Regions from separate parts of the Mus musculus genome. Here all the other regions are linked to region 3. A link is a contact called in public HiChIP or PLAC-seq data. All regions are on one chromosome and are shown on one strand. Each heading gives the region's core, a stretch centred on a gene start, on an enhancer-like site or on the middle of the called end of the contact. The rest is flanking DNA. Distances are from core to core; before and after follow the strand shown. Region 1 overlaps Iqgap1 (IQ motif containing GTPase activating protein 1). Region 2 overlaps Iqgap1 (IQ motif containing GTPase activating protein 1). Region 3 holds the start of Furin (furin (paired basic amino acid cleaving enzyme)).

Region 1 (4,003 bases), core at 839-3,338, 340 kb before region 3:
TAGGGAATAGCGTTAAAAATAGTTATTGAATTCTAAATTTAGCAAGCATAAAATTGTACTTTAAATTTAGTCTGTAGCTGGGTGTGGTGGCACATGCCTGAGCCCCAGCTCTGCCGAGGAGAAGCCACATCAGGAATTCATGCTCGCTCTCGGCTACACAGTTAGTTCAAGGCTAGCTTGGGCTCCATGAGACCCTGTCTCAAAAGTCAAAAACAATCAAAACCCCACATAAAGTATTTCATGTGCAGTTCTCTCGGTGCTGTCTTTGTGTCTGTGGTGATCCCGGGGCTGAGAGAAGTTTTCCAGAGAAGCCGAGTCTCCTGGGCCCTTATTTTGTTGTGCATCCTTTGTCACTGGCTCGACGTTACCCTGCCACCCTGTTGCAATACTCACTTCTCTCTCCCCTTTTCTTGTTAACTTTCCCACTAGAGCATCAGAACTGACCTGTCTTCAAGTTGACTTTCTCCCTCCTCGTACACAATCAAATCTGCTTGAGTTATTGTACTTTCTGTGTTTAAGAGTGTGGTTTCTCTCTGTTGATGCTCCTAGGTAATGTTGTCATACTTTAGTGCCTGCCGCAATCCCCACTAATTCTTTAACATATATAAAATAGCTGATCCGAGTCTTGGCCCACAAGTTCACCTTGAGGCACTTCAGTGGTAGCATCTGTCTGTCGTCTGGTGGGTTTGTATGTCTGTCCAGTCCCTGCATGCCTTATTTTTGTTGTTGCTGTGTGTTTTATTTGGCAACAAAACATTCTACTGATAATGTGTTAACTGCAGAAATCAGATTCCTGCCCTCATGCATCACTTATTTGGTGTTCTAGGGTTTTTGTTGAGATGGGGGCTTGCTTCAGTGAGATTGCAGGTGCACAGCTGTTCAAGGCGTTTCTGAATTCTGTGAACTGTCTTTGTCATGTACATGCAGGAAAATCTCCCTAATCAGCTTGTGATTTGCTAACAATTGGACAGGTGTCCTTGAATCCCTAGACCCTGTAAAGCCTCCCTGCCCTGCTGAGGGGCCTCCCTGCCCTGCTGAGGGGCCTCCCTGCCCTGCTGAGGGGCCTTTGTGCTTTCCGCTCAGTAGGCAGGCTGTTTACAGCTGTGCAGCTTTCTCTCCAGGCTTGGTCAGACACGGAGCTTAGAGCTTTCGATTTTATTGGAATATAATTTGCAGGCCATATGATACATCATTATAAAATTTGTGTCATTGCCTCCCCTATGTTCACAATCACTTATAGAAGAGTCTCTGCACCCCATCTGTACCAGGTGTGGCCCTCTCGGTTCCCATCCAGGTCAAGGGTCTCACAGCTCACACCTCTTCTCCAGATTTGCCTTCTCAGTGTTTTTGGTTAGTGGTGGTGGTGGTGGTGGTGAGACTGTACATTATCACCACAAGCATCAGTGATGCTAAACAGCTGGGGAAGGCCCTGGTCATCCAATGAGGATAAGGGATGGGGGGGGGGGGAAGCACTGGTGACCTCCCAGGGAGCACCAGATAGGTTGTGGGAAGATGGAACAGCACCGAGCTCACGTTCTTTCTCACTCAGTGGGAAATGCCTTTGTGTCAGCTCTTAACTGTTACAAACCTTCCTTCATCTTGTCAGCTTACAAAAGCTAATCCATGCTATTTTTAGCCAGGATTTTTAGTGAGAAGTTTCTTAGAAGTCCCGAGTCTGCCATTTCATTTCTTTCCTTACTTGAAGTTGGTGCCTTTGGAGCACTTTGTAAGAATGATCACCAGTCCCTGGGTAGGAGAGTCTTAATGCCCAAGGTGAGCATCACTTTACTATTATGTACATGCGTGACTTTTAAAACTCTCTTCCCATCTGTATACACATGCTTGTGTGTAAGCCACCAGGAACTAGTTAGAGCATATGCCAGACCAATTTCTCTTCATTCTCTTGCCTTTCATACCTTAGCTCCATTGTTTGGTCCTTATGTGTGAGGATTATGTGTGAAAGAAAGGTTAACCGTAGCTCTTTGTTTTACCCTGCATGGGGCAGTGGGGGATAGGACTGTGAATAGTCAGAACGCTTGCAGAGCGCTCTCTCCCTGCAGGGGAAGGCTCTCCCTTGGCCTCCCAGCTCTGCTGTTAGCTGATTCTTCTTGGAATGCATGTGAGATCAGCCTAGCAGTGAACCCGCAATGGCTGGATTCCAGCCCACGGAAGTGCCTTTGCTTTGGTCGTAGCGTTTGTGGGCAGTTTCTCTTGCAGACTAGGACCATCCGCCCTGTTGCCTCTGACTTCTCAGCTCTTGGAGTCACAGCCTGTGGCTGCCGCATTGTGGCTTCACCCTGCAGTTGATGTTAGCATTTACAGTACTTTGAGGACTCGGAATTGTGTGTGGCCATTCCCCATCTTCAGTATATGTAACATGAACACATGAGGAAAAATATTTGAAGGGAGACAAGAAACCAGCAAAGGGGGGGGGGATCAGGGAGGGTGGGGGTGAATAATAAAATGGTATATGCATCAGAATCCTATATTGAACCCTTACATGTTAGCTTAAGGAAAAATAAACTATAGCAAGAGTGAAACAAGCCAGTTCTGCTCCATCACCTCTGACACAGGAGCCCGCTCAGACTGTACAGCTTTTCTGGCTATCTCGTCACCATTTATTAGAATCCTGTGTGTGGACATGTGTGTTTAGTTTCCAGCAAATGATTTTAAAATGAAAGGCTTAAGCAGGGCATGGTGGCATACACTTTTAATCCCAACTTTTGGGAGGCAGAGGCAGAGGCAGGTGGATCTCTGTGAGTTTGAGGACAGCCGTGTCTACAGAGTGAGTTCCAGGACAGCCTGGGCTACACAGAGAAACCCTGTCTCAAAAAACAAAGCAAAACAAACAAAAAAGAACTCTTGCAGTAGCAGTAACTCCAGGTTTTAAATCTGAGAAGGAAAAGGATCCGGTTACATAAGACATAAGCGTTGGTTGTATTGGAGAATTTGAGCTGCCTCTGTGTGTGTTTCAAGGGCAAAGGAAGCTTTCTGGACCTTGTGTATTAATACACATACTCTGGCCTTTGTCATACGGTACAAGTCCCTGGGCCCCTTCCCAGTGTACCTGCTCCTGCGCCCTCCACGGCTGTCAGCTTCCTGAACAGTTTGAGTGGCCTTCATTCATTCATCCATTGCTTACATTGGAGCCATTTCCTGTTTAACTTTAGGGCAGGGTATTTGATGCCTGGCTCTTTTCATTCACTTAATCCACGGCTCATCTGTGGAGCTTTTTCTTCTGTAGCTGAGCCCCAGAAGGCCCTCATCACACATACCCTGATGTTCACCATGGCTTTCGTACTGTTTTGCTTTCAATCATATGTAGGAAACACAGGATGAGTCAGCTGTGTTATGGTTGGATGAAATTCAAGGTGGAATCTGGCAGTCCAACAAAGACACCCAAGAGGCCCAGAGGTGTAAGTATCCATGTGTCTGTTGTCTGGCTCACGTGTAGGTGGAGGGTGAGGTCAACAGGTGCTGGGCAGGGTAGCTGGCCAGTAGGTATGCTGGGTGAAGTCATGTGAACACAGACAGCCCCTAAATTGCTCCATTAATAACTCTCTTCCGAGACAGTTGCCTTAGGAATCTCTGCCATCAATGAAGCAGTAGACAGCGGTGATGTTGGCAGAACCCTGAGTGCCCTACGTTCTCCCGACGTTGGCTTATATGGAGTGATCCCCGAATGTGGGGAAACGTACCAGAGTGACCTTGCTGAAGCCAAGAAGAAGAGACTGGCAGCAGGTGGGTCATGGGGGGGTACATATGTCCATGAGCTAAGCCCTTGAGCATATCAGGAGACAGATGTAGGCCAAGATACGCAGTGTGGATAAACAGTATTTAGGCTCACTTTGCAGGAAATAGTCCTAAACTCTGAACGCTTGTAGATAGCTGCGTGAACTAGACCAGTTTTATTGAGAGCGTGGAAAGGATCCGAGATACTTGGCTGTTCGCATTTCCTAGGATGTCAGCAGCTCTGACTATCTGAGTCTGTGGACGGCTGACA
Region 2 (4,132 bases), core at 673-3,172, 310 kb before region 3:
ACTGTTGCTTCAGGGCGGGGCCATCTGGTCTCACCATTTCAGGCTTTGGTGGCCTTCTCATGGGCCGTCTTGGAACAAATTGCAAGTGCTTCAGGGAGGGGTGACCATTTCTCTCTCCAGGTGTCAAAGCAGACACCACAGCAGGATGCTTTTGCCAATGGCGCTGCCGCTCCAGGCGAACTTAGGTCCAGAATCTACCCCTAGTGCCCCCTCCCCCATCTCAGAGTCTCATTACCTAAAAACTCAAAGCTCACACATACGGTGTTGTGTTTCAACAGATTTAAAAATGTTATCTTCGAAATTGGTCCAACAGAAGAAGTTGGAGACTTTGAAGTAAAAGCCAAGTTCATGGGAGTTCAGATGGAGACTTTCATGTTGCATTATCAGGTGGGTGTGCACAGGCTCAGGCGTGACGCTCTCCGATGAGGTGGGAGAAAAGATAAGGGAAAGCCTTTGGGGAGAGCTTTGTGTATTCAGAGAGCTCGGTGGGCGCCTAGTTGGGAGAAGCTAAGGGCTTGGGGAGTTGGGTGTGGTCTGTGTCCTCTGAGAGTCGTCCTGTGCGGATGCTTTAGAGTGCTCTGACACCTGAATCTTCACTCCAGCCCTGATGAGCTGGTGCCCTGGCCTTGAAGGAGGTACCTAACCACCAGTGTTAGCAGTAAGAGATTCTTTGCTGCTCTGTACTTGAAATCTCTCTTTGTTTTCATTTTTATTTGATATGGATACCTTTTGTTAGGGATATTACTAAAATTTGTGAACACATTGCCTCGTTGTAACTCTGAATCACATTTTAAATTCAAAATTAACTCTGTAGCCGTTTTATAACGTAGCTGCCCCTAATTTATTTTTAAGTTTCTTTTTTTTTTCTTTCTGGTGCTTACATTTGACCCTCAGCATTGTGCTTGCAGGCTGTTTCCCACTGAGTTCAATTTCCAACCCCAAATACCTGATTTTGGGGAGTGGGAGGAATCTTATGTAGCCCAAACTATCCTCAAATCCACTATGTAGTTGAGTCTGGCCTTGAACACTTGACTCTCCTGTTTCTCCCAAATGCTGGGATTATAGATATGTGCCACCATGCCGAGCTGCCTAAATATCTATTTTTGCACATTAAAAAATGTACCAAATAAGGATGGTGACACGCACCAGTAATCCAGCTCTCAGGAGACAGAGGCAAGAAGATTCAGAGTTTGAGGCCAGCCTGGACTTCATTGTAATTCCTGGCCAGCCTGTATAGTGAAAGCAATCTTCAAAATCCAAAGCCAGAAATAATCAGACAATTGAAAGGATTCATGAGCGGTGTCCAGACCCAACTATGTGTGTACCACATAGTAGACCTCTTACGGTTTTTGTTGGTTGGTTTCTTTTTCTTTTCTTTTTTTTTTTTTTAAAGATTTATGTATTTATGTATGTAGCTGTCTTCAGACACACACCAGAAGAGGGCATCAGATCCTATTACAGAAGGTTGTGAGCCACCATGTGGTTGCTGGGAATTGAACTCAGAACCTCTAGAAGAGCAGTCAGTGCTCCTAACCAGTGAGTGACCTCTTCAGCCTGGTTGGCTCATTTCTTTTGCAGTGCTGAGAATCAAACTTTGAGCCTCACACATGCTCTACTGCCAAACTGCTCTTCCATGTCTTGCCACACCCTGCCTTGCTTGCCACTGCCGTGGTCTAGCAAACCAGGCTGGTGCCTCTCTGTGAGCAAGCGTTCCGCCTTCTGCACAGGATGCTCTCCCCTCCTGGAATCAGCCTCCCTCCCTCTGCTCCCTACCTGCCTCCTGCCTCCATCAAACAGTGAGCACTGGCCCGCGCTGCCCCCCTACAGCCGCAGTGATGGCCCTTCCCCTTGACTCAGCAGCCCTGAGACATCCTCTGTTGACAGTGCGAGCTGACTCATTTCCCTGCCACCCCCAAAACTGGGAACTCCTAAGACAGTATGTCTTAGTCATCTGTACCTCCCTGTTGGTAACCAGTAGTCTCTCAGCGCATATTAATTCAGTAACTGTGAAAGGATTTCTTCACACACTGTAACTAAGCATACTGCATACAGTCCCTATTCCATTGGTTTCACTGCCAGTGCAGGCCAACCAGTCTGCTAAGGAGACTGTACACTGCTGCTCGGATTCAGGAACTGGTCTGCCTCATAGGTGCCTGGGGTTAGGGTTAGGCTAGGCAGAGAGGACACACCATGGTCCCCATCCTTGGGACACTGCGGTCCCTTCATGCCCTTCCTCACCACCACTCACCAGTTTAGTGGTAGTGACGACAGTGCTGTCGTAAGCCGCCAGGACTGCAGAGAACATTAGAAAACAGCCGATCATACCGATCACCCCAGAGCCAGCTCTTTCCTGATGGCCTTGCCACCCAACACTTTGAGCCTCAGCAGCTCATCTCTAAAGTTCAGATAATTATGCTTCATAAGGTTTTTGTAATGCCTTGAAAAAATAGTGTGTAAGGTGCCTAACCGAGGCCACACACAGGCTCGGTGCTGGATGGTTGCTCCTCCTGTTGTACTTGCATTTACGTTAGACAACCTTTCTCATGCGGAGTTGAAGTTGGAGTCATATTCAGTTTACAAGAGACCCTGGGCTCAGTCTCCTAAAAACAAAGGACTCCAGTAGACTGCAGAGCTGGAGATGTAGTTCTGTTGGTAGAATGCTTGTTTGGCAGGCACAAACCCCTGGGTTTGATCTCAGCACTGTAGAAACTGAGCCAGGCAGCACATACCTGTCATCCCACCATGGGGTCAGGAGTATTCGGTCAGCCTGTGCAAAAGTGCCAGGGGTGGAGGCGGGGCGGGGGCAGAGCAACTGGTAGGTACTGAGACATTACAGGTCATTCTCATTTTCATTTCTCATTCTCATTGGCATATTTCATAAATTGAAATGCCTTTACTTTTTCTATGTGTATTAAAACCTCTAACCTACATCTGAAACAATGGGGAAATGCCATCATAACTTCTTTTTGATTAATCATTCCTTTACATTTCAAATCATATCCCCCTTCCAGTTACCCCTCAACAAATCCCATCCCATCTCCCCTCTCCCCTCTCCACCCTCCCCTTTGCCTCTTGAGGATGATGCTTCACCCACTCATCCATGCCCTGCTCACTGCTCCAGCGGCCCCTACCGTTGTAACTTTTGAAATAAGCTTTAAATGTATTTTAACTGAACATAACTCCTAATTTCCCTTTGTGTTTAGAATCTTTTACTATAAACTAAATGATAACCTAAGACTAAGTTGTAGGCTCCCTGTTGCTCCAGCACCCAGGGTAGCTGGCCCCAGGGCAGTCGTGCCCCGTAAAGCTCTGCACTGAGAAGTGTGTCTGACCTGCTGCACCATTTCACACCTGGCACAGAAGTCCTGCCTCTCCTCTCCTGGATCGTGGGGTCCTTCCTTTTCTTGTTCTGGATTCGATGGTGAAATTGTTTTGTTTTGTTTTTTAAACAGGACTTGCTGCAGCTACAGTATGAAGGAGTTGCAGTTATGAAATTATTTGATAGAGCTAAAGTGAATGTCAACCTCCTGATCTTCCTTCTCAACAAAAAGTTCTATGGGAAGTAATGGGTCGCTCGCCGCCCAGAAGAGTTAACAAAAAACGGCAGCACCTCACGGCTGTCTTTCTAGGATCCTCCATTATTCCTTAGAAGCAAGGACCTGGTCCAGTGGCGGTGCCTCAGTTCACACTCCCTCTGACGGACGGACGGACGTCAGTGCCCTCTCCCTTCTCCTTGTGAAGCCATAAGCCTGACTTCCCCTCAGCCCTGCTCCCTCATTTTCTCTCATCATGTAGGAAAGAGTGGGACCCCCTCCCAACCCCTTTCTGTTAAAGCCTCCTAAGTGGTCATTACTACTTTGTAGACATTGGTATTTGTTTTACTTAGCAATAAGAATGGTGAAATTCAAATTCTCGTTTAGAAGTGAAAGCTGTCAGGTTGATAGCAAGCATGCACATCAAATTCACCAGAAGTACAACCCATCGGCGCAGTCAGAGGATGGAGTCTGATGTCTTCCGGCTGCTGCCTTTGTGGGCAGAGCTAATCCAAGTTACTGTTCTCTGTTCAAATGAAGCAGCTTCAGGAGAAAAAGAGCAATTACTTTTGAATTCTCCAATAAATCTGGACAATGCC
Region 3 (3,842 bases), core at 17-2,516:
CATGTCTGCAGTGTTTTAACGGATGCTCAAATAACAGATTCAGTTAACTTCATACACATCTCCATTTTCAGAGGGATAAATCGGGGCTCTGAGAATTTAAGGTTCGAAATAATGCAAAATAGTACCGCAAGGATTTGAGCCCAACTTTCCTGGACGACTTTCCACACAAATGATACGTGTGTATGTGTGTATGTGTACTACTTTGAGGGTTTTGAGGCAAAGTCTCATGTGGCCAGGTTATCTCACAGAGAGCAAGAAGGGATGTGCAGAGGCCGCTGGCGACCTTGGAACAACCCAGCCTGGGAAGATCTTGGCCCGGTTCCCCTCTTCTTTCTCAGCTCGAGCAGAATGTCAACCTTCCGCCAAGTAGCACAGCCGTTTTCTAGGGCAGGAACCCAGGGAGGGAAGGGCTCTGGCTGGTATACTGTAAGTAGCTTGGAGTGAAACGCTGCCAAGTCTGAGGCCTGCTAAGTTGTGTAGCTTAAGGAAAATTATTTAAACTTTGTGTGCCTCAGTTTCCTTATCTGTAAAGTGGGATTAATAATGTCATCCTGAGCGGATTATGTGGATTAAGGAATGTACATAAGGAGAAGATAGGGTGAACTGATTGGCCCAGTGCCTAGCTCTCCGTTGTTGCAGGGGGAAAAAAAAGTATTGGGAAAAAAAAAAAACCATAAAAGGAGGTGGGCTATTTCTGTTTATCCACCTGTCTCTACAAAAGCAAATAAAACTGTGACTCCTCTAACTGGAGGCACGAGGGCTGCCCTGCCGCTGTGAGATCCGACCTGAGAGTGGAGTTGCCCCAGGTCCGCCATCCCAGGGCGCTTCCCTTGACTATCCCCAAACTCAAAACTCGGGACCCAGGAACCTCGGGCAAGGCAGGGCCAGCTTGGACTCTCCCCAAACCCCCCGACCCTCGGCCCTTCCCTCGCCATCTCGCCCGCGGGCTCCCAGTCCGGGTCTCCGAAACCATCTGCCCGGGAGTTTGCGGGGCCAAGAGCCTAACGCGGTGCGGACCGAGGGGCCTGGGGTGGCGCGCAGGGACCACGCTCCCTACCCGCCCCGCTGGCAGCCGCAGACAGGGCGCCCCGAGAACGCAGGGCCCGCCGCGTGGAGCTCTCTGAACACCGGCCGGGCCCGGCCGGGCCCGGCCTGACCCGACCCGGGCGGCGAACGGGCCGGGCCGGCTGCGGCCGCCGAGCGCGGAGGTGGCGCCGCGAGGGGGAGGGGCGCGGCGCGGAGGAGGAGGAGCCCGGGCCGCCGCCGCCGCCGCCGCCGCTGTGACAGCGGCCCGAGTAAACAAGCCGCGCCGCCGCGGCCGGGCCGCTGCCCCCCGCCCGCGCCCGAGCCCAGGCCGAGCCTTGCCCTGGTCGCCGGCCGGGCCGAGGCCGCGCCGCCGCGCCTCCCCGCCTGCGCGCCGTGACGCCGCTGCCGGGCGCGGGGACCGCCGGAGCCAGGCCCCCGCCGCCGGGCTCCGTGCTCGGCCGAGGGGTACCCGAGCGGCCGCGGCGCTCGTCCGGAAAAGTTTCCCCGCCCGGGCTCCCCAGGGTAAGCGGCGAGGGCGCGCGGCCCGGGGCCGGGGAGGCGGCGCGCTGGGGAACCGGGCCCGGAGCGGGCGGGGGAGCGCGGAGCCGGGCGGCGCAGCCCCGGGCCTCGCCGGCCGCCGGGCTCTGGTCGCGGATTCTCGGCCGCCGCGGCGGGAGGACGGGAGCCGCGCAGCCCACCTGAGCGCCGGGCTTGGGCCCGCGCCGGTACTTTTCCGCTGGGGCCGGGGCGAGCCCTATGACCTCAGGAAGCGCCGGCGGGGCCCCTGCTGGGGCGGGCTAGGCAGAGCATTCCTCGGACTCTGGGTGCTCCCGCCTGCCCGCGGTCCTCCGTGGCCCCGGCGGCCGGGGCCTGCGCCTGGTGGGGCGCGCTCCCGGGAGGGCACGGGGTCCTCGGCCGCCTGGCACACCTGTACGGCCGGAGCGGTCGGGGGCGGATTTCGCGTGCGCGCACAGGCCGGCTTGGGGGAGGCTCGCTCCGGGCTGCCTCCTGCCGAGGCCTGGCCGAGGCCCCTGCTGCCCCCATCCATCGGGTGGCTAGCCGAGGGGCGGCCTGCTTGCCATACAGGTCTGACAGCAGACACTAGTCTGCTCGGTGCCGCCGTTCCCACCGCCCCAGGGCTTTGCGCCTAGGGGAAGTGGACTTTCATCTCTCTGAAGCACTGGGATTCTCTCTGACTTGGGAAGTGCCAAGACGACGCAGGTGATGTGGCCCAGTGAGGGCATGTGGCTGCTGGCCAGGTGTGGACATAGAAAAGGAGGGTGGGCGAGCAGATTAGGTGTGTGTTTCCTGTTTTGGGCTTCTATCTAAAATTTGTATTTTTTTAAAAAGAGGATCCTATGGCTTAAAAAAAGTTTGAAAGCCTCTGTCCTAATAGTTTTTAACCACCAAGGAAACTGAGGCCCAGAGAGTGGAAATGACTTGTGTAAGTAGTTGAGCAGGGACTAGGAGTTAAAATTTCCTGGGAGGTGCCTGTAACAGGACCTGCCTTGGGGTCTCTGCTGGAAAGAGAGACCTGATTGGGTTTCCCAGCAGTCTTTGGTGGCTTGCTCTGTGGCTGCCTCAGCTGGGTCTCCAGGTCCTAGAAACAGCAGCCACACCTGGGGGTAAGTGCCCGTCTTATGCCTGGAATGGTTGTGGTTATCTCTGTCTGTAGGTTCTAGGGAGAGACAGAAAGGCTTTGCCTAAGAAAAGAGCTAGGACAGTACTATAGCCTATTCTCTAGTCAGGCCCAGCACTGATGGCTGGGCAAAACTGACCCAGAGAGGCTAGAAATATATCCAGTCTCCTGGTTTTGAGACAACTGGGACTCAGAGGGTGAGTCAGAGTCTGGAATGGGGGTGGGGAGAAGCCTGTTCATTCATTGTTCACAGTTCTTTTGTGTGTGTGTGTGTGTGTGTGTGTGTGTGTGGTGTGTGTATCCTCCTATGTGTCTTGATGACGAGGCAGGGCTCTCTGATGTCTGGAATTCATATCCCACCCTTACCACAGTTGGGGAGACTTGGTGTGGAGGGAAGCAGACCATCTTTCTCGAGGTGTGGTGGGGGTTCTGTCTCAGTGGCCCCATCTATAGTTTGCTGAAACCTGGGCTAGACCCAGACCGACCCAGCCATAATTTGGAAGTTGTAGGCAGGTCTCAAAACTTGGAGCAGGGAGTCTGCACATTTCTAAACTAAAGAGGTTTTAGATGTGGCAAGAGTCCTGTTTCTACGTGGAGGCACGGAGCTCTAACTCTGAGGCATGTCTTCGGAGCCCTTTGGACTCTGCCCTTCAGGCATGGAGTCTGCCTCGTGGATGTCTCCTGCCATCAGCTGTCAGGTTATTTTGGTGTAAACTGAAAATACTCCAGGATTGTGTGTGGAGTCCCCTCAGCCTATAGGGTGAGATGGCAGCAGTTAGGGAGGCTGGGTAGCTAGTGGCAGTTCCTGGAGAATCTTGGCGTTCCCAGTGGCTAGCAGATCTGCCCAGCTCCACAGGGCAGTGTGCTGAGGTATCTACATTTTACCATTTGGCCAAGTGGCTACCTCTAGGGCTGGGCCATGGGAATGGTAGGGGCATCGGGATCCTGGCACTTAGACAGGACATCCCCAGCAGCCTACTGGAACCTCTCCTAGCTGCCACCTACCCCAGGAGCTTGGCTTGTGGCTAGTCAGGGGCCCTTTATGGGGACAGTTATGTGGCCCCAGGCAGAGAGGTCTTGCTGTCTGTTTGCTGAAGGAGGAAAAACACCACTCAGGGCTACTGATTCGGCCTCACCTTGGTGTTCCAGGCTCAGCGCCAGTGTTTGCCCTGGCAGC

What was found. HiChIP or PLAC-seq counts read pairs in DNA pulled down with a chosen protein or histone mark.
Region 1: an H3K27ac HiChIP or PLAC-seq map of embryonic stem cells shows a contact between it and region 3, with 3 times the contacts expected there. The contact joins the enhancer-like site here to the promoter of Furin in region 3. A contact is called at or near these places in 1 of 484 Hi-C or Micro-C datasets (the G1E-ER4 cell line), 4 of 115 datasets of contacts at active chromatin or transcription factors (CD4 single positive thymocytes, embryonic stem cells, pancreatic cancer cells and 1 more) and 4 of 9 other capture datasets (adipose tissue, embryonic stem cells, liver and 1 more).
Region 2: a FOXA1 HiChIP or PLAC-seq map of pancreatic cancer cells shows a contact between it and region 3. The contact joins the enhancer-like site here to the promoter of Furin in region 3. A contact is called at or near these places in 4 of 39 promoter capture datasets (cranial neural crest, embryonic stem cells, frontonasal cranial neural crest and 1 more), 6 of 484 Hi-C or Micro-C datasets (B cells, CD4 T cells, DN3 thymocytes and 2 more), 3 of 115 datasets of contacts at active chromatin or transcription factors (bone marrow-derived macrophages, kidney and pancreatic cancer cells) and 3 of 9 other capture datasets (adipose tissue, embryonic stem cells and liver).

The regions. Positions count from the first base shown.
Region 1 is chr7:80,743,531-80,747,533 of GRCm38.p6, reverse strand. It overlaps Iqgap1 (IQ motif containing GTPase activating protein 1), which reads left to right. Exons shown (of 38, transcript NM_016721.2): 16 at 3,326-3,416; 17 at 3,574-3,741. Among named protein-coding and RNA genes, the nearest start is that of Crtc3, 57 kb to the right of the region's middle. Within about 2 kb of position 2,088, at least 68 of the 459 cell types and tissues checked have an H3K27ac peak or open chromatin away from gene starts, as enhancers often do. A contact at or near this core is called in embryonic stem cells and stem cell-derived neural progenitor cells, where this site is marked.
Region 2 is chr7:80,713,266-80,717,397 of GRCm38.p6, reverse strand. Iqgap1 (IQ motif containing GTPase activating protein 1) reads left to right here. Exons shown (of 38, transcript NM_016721.2): 37 at 279-387; 38 at 3,453-4,132. The coding sequence ends at 3,566. Among named protein-coding and RNA genes, the nearest start is that of Crtc3, 26 kb to the right of the region's middle. Within about 2 kb of position 1,922, at least 105 of the 459 cell types and tissues checked have an H3K27ac peak or open chromatin away from gene starts, as enhancers often do. A contact at or near this core is called in bone marrow-derived macrophages and pancreatic cancer cells, where this site is marked.
Region 3 is chr7:80,400,236-80,404,077 of GRCm38.p6, reverse strand. It overlaps Furin (furin (paired basic amino acid cleaving enzyme)), which reads left to right and starts at 1,266. Exons shown (of 16, transcript NM_011046.3): 1 at 1,266-1,548.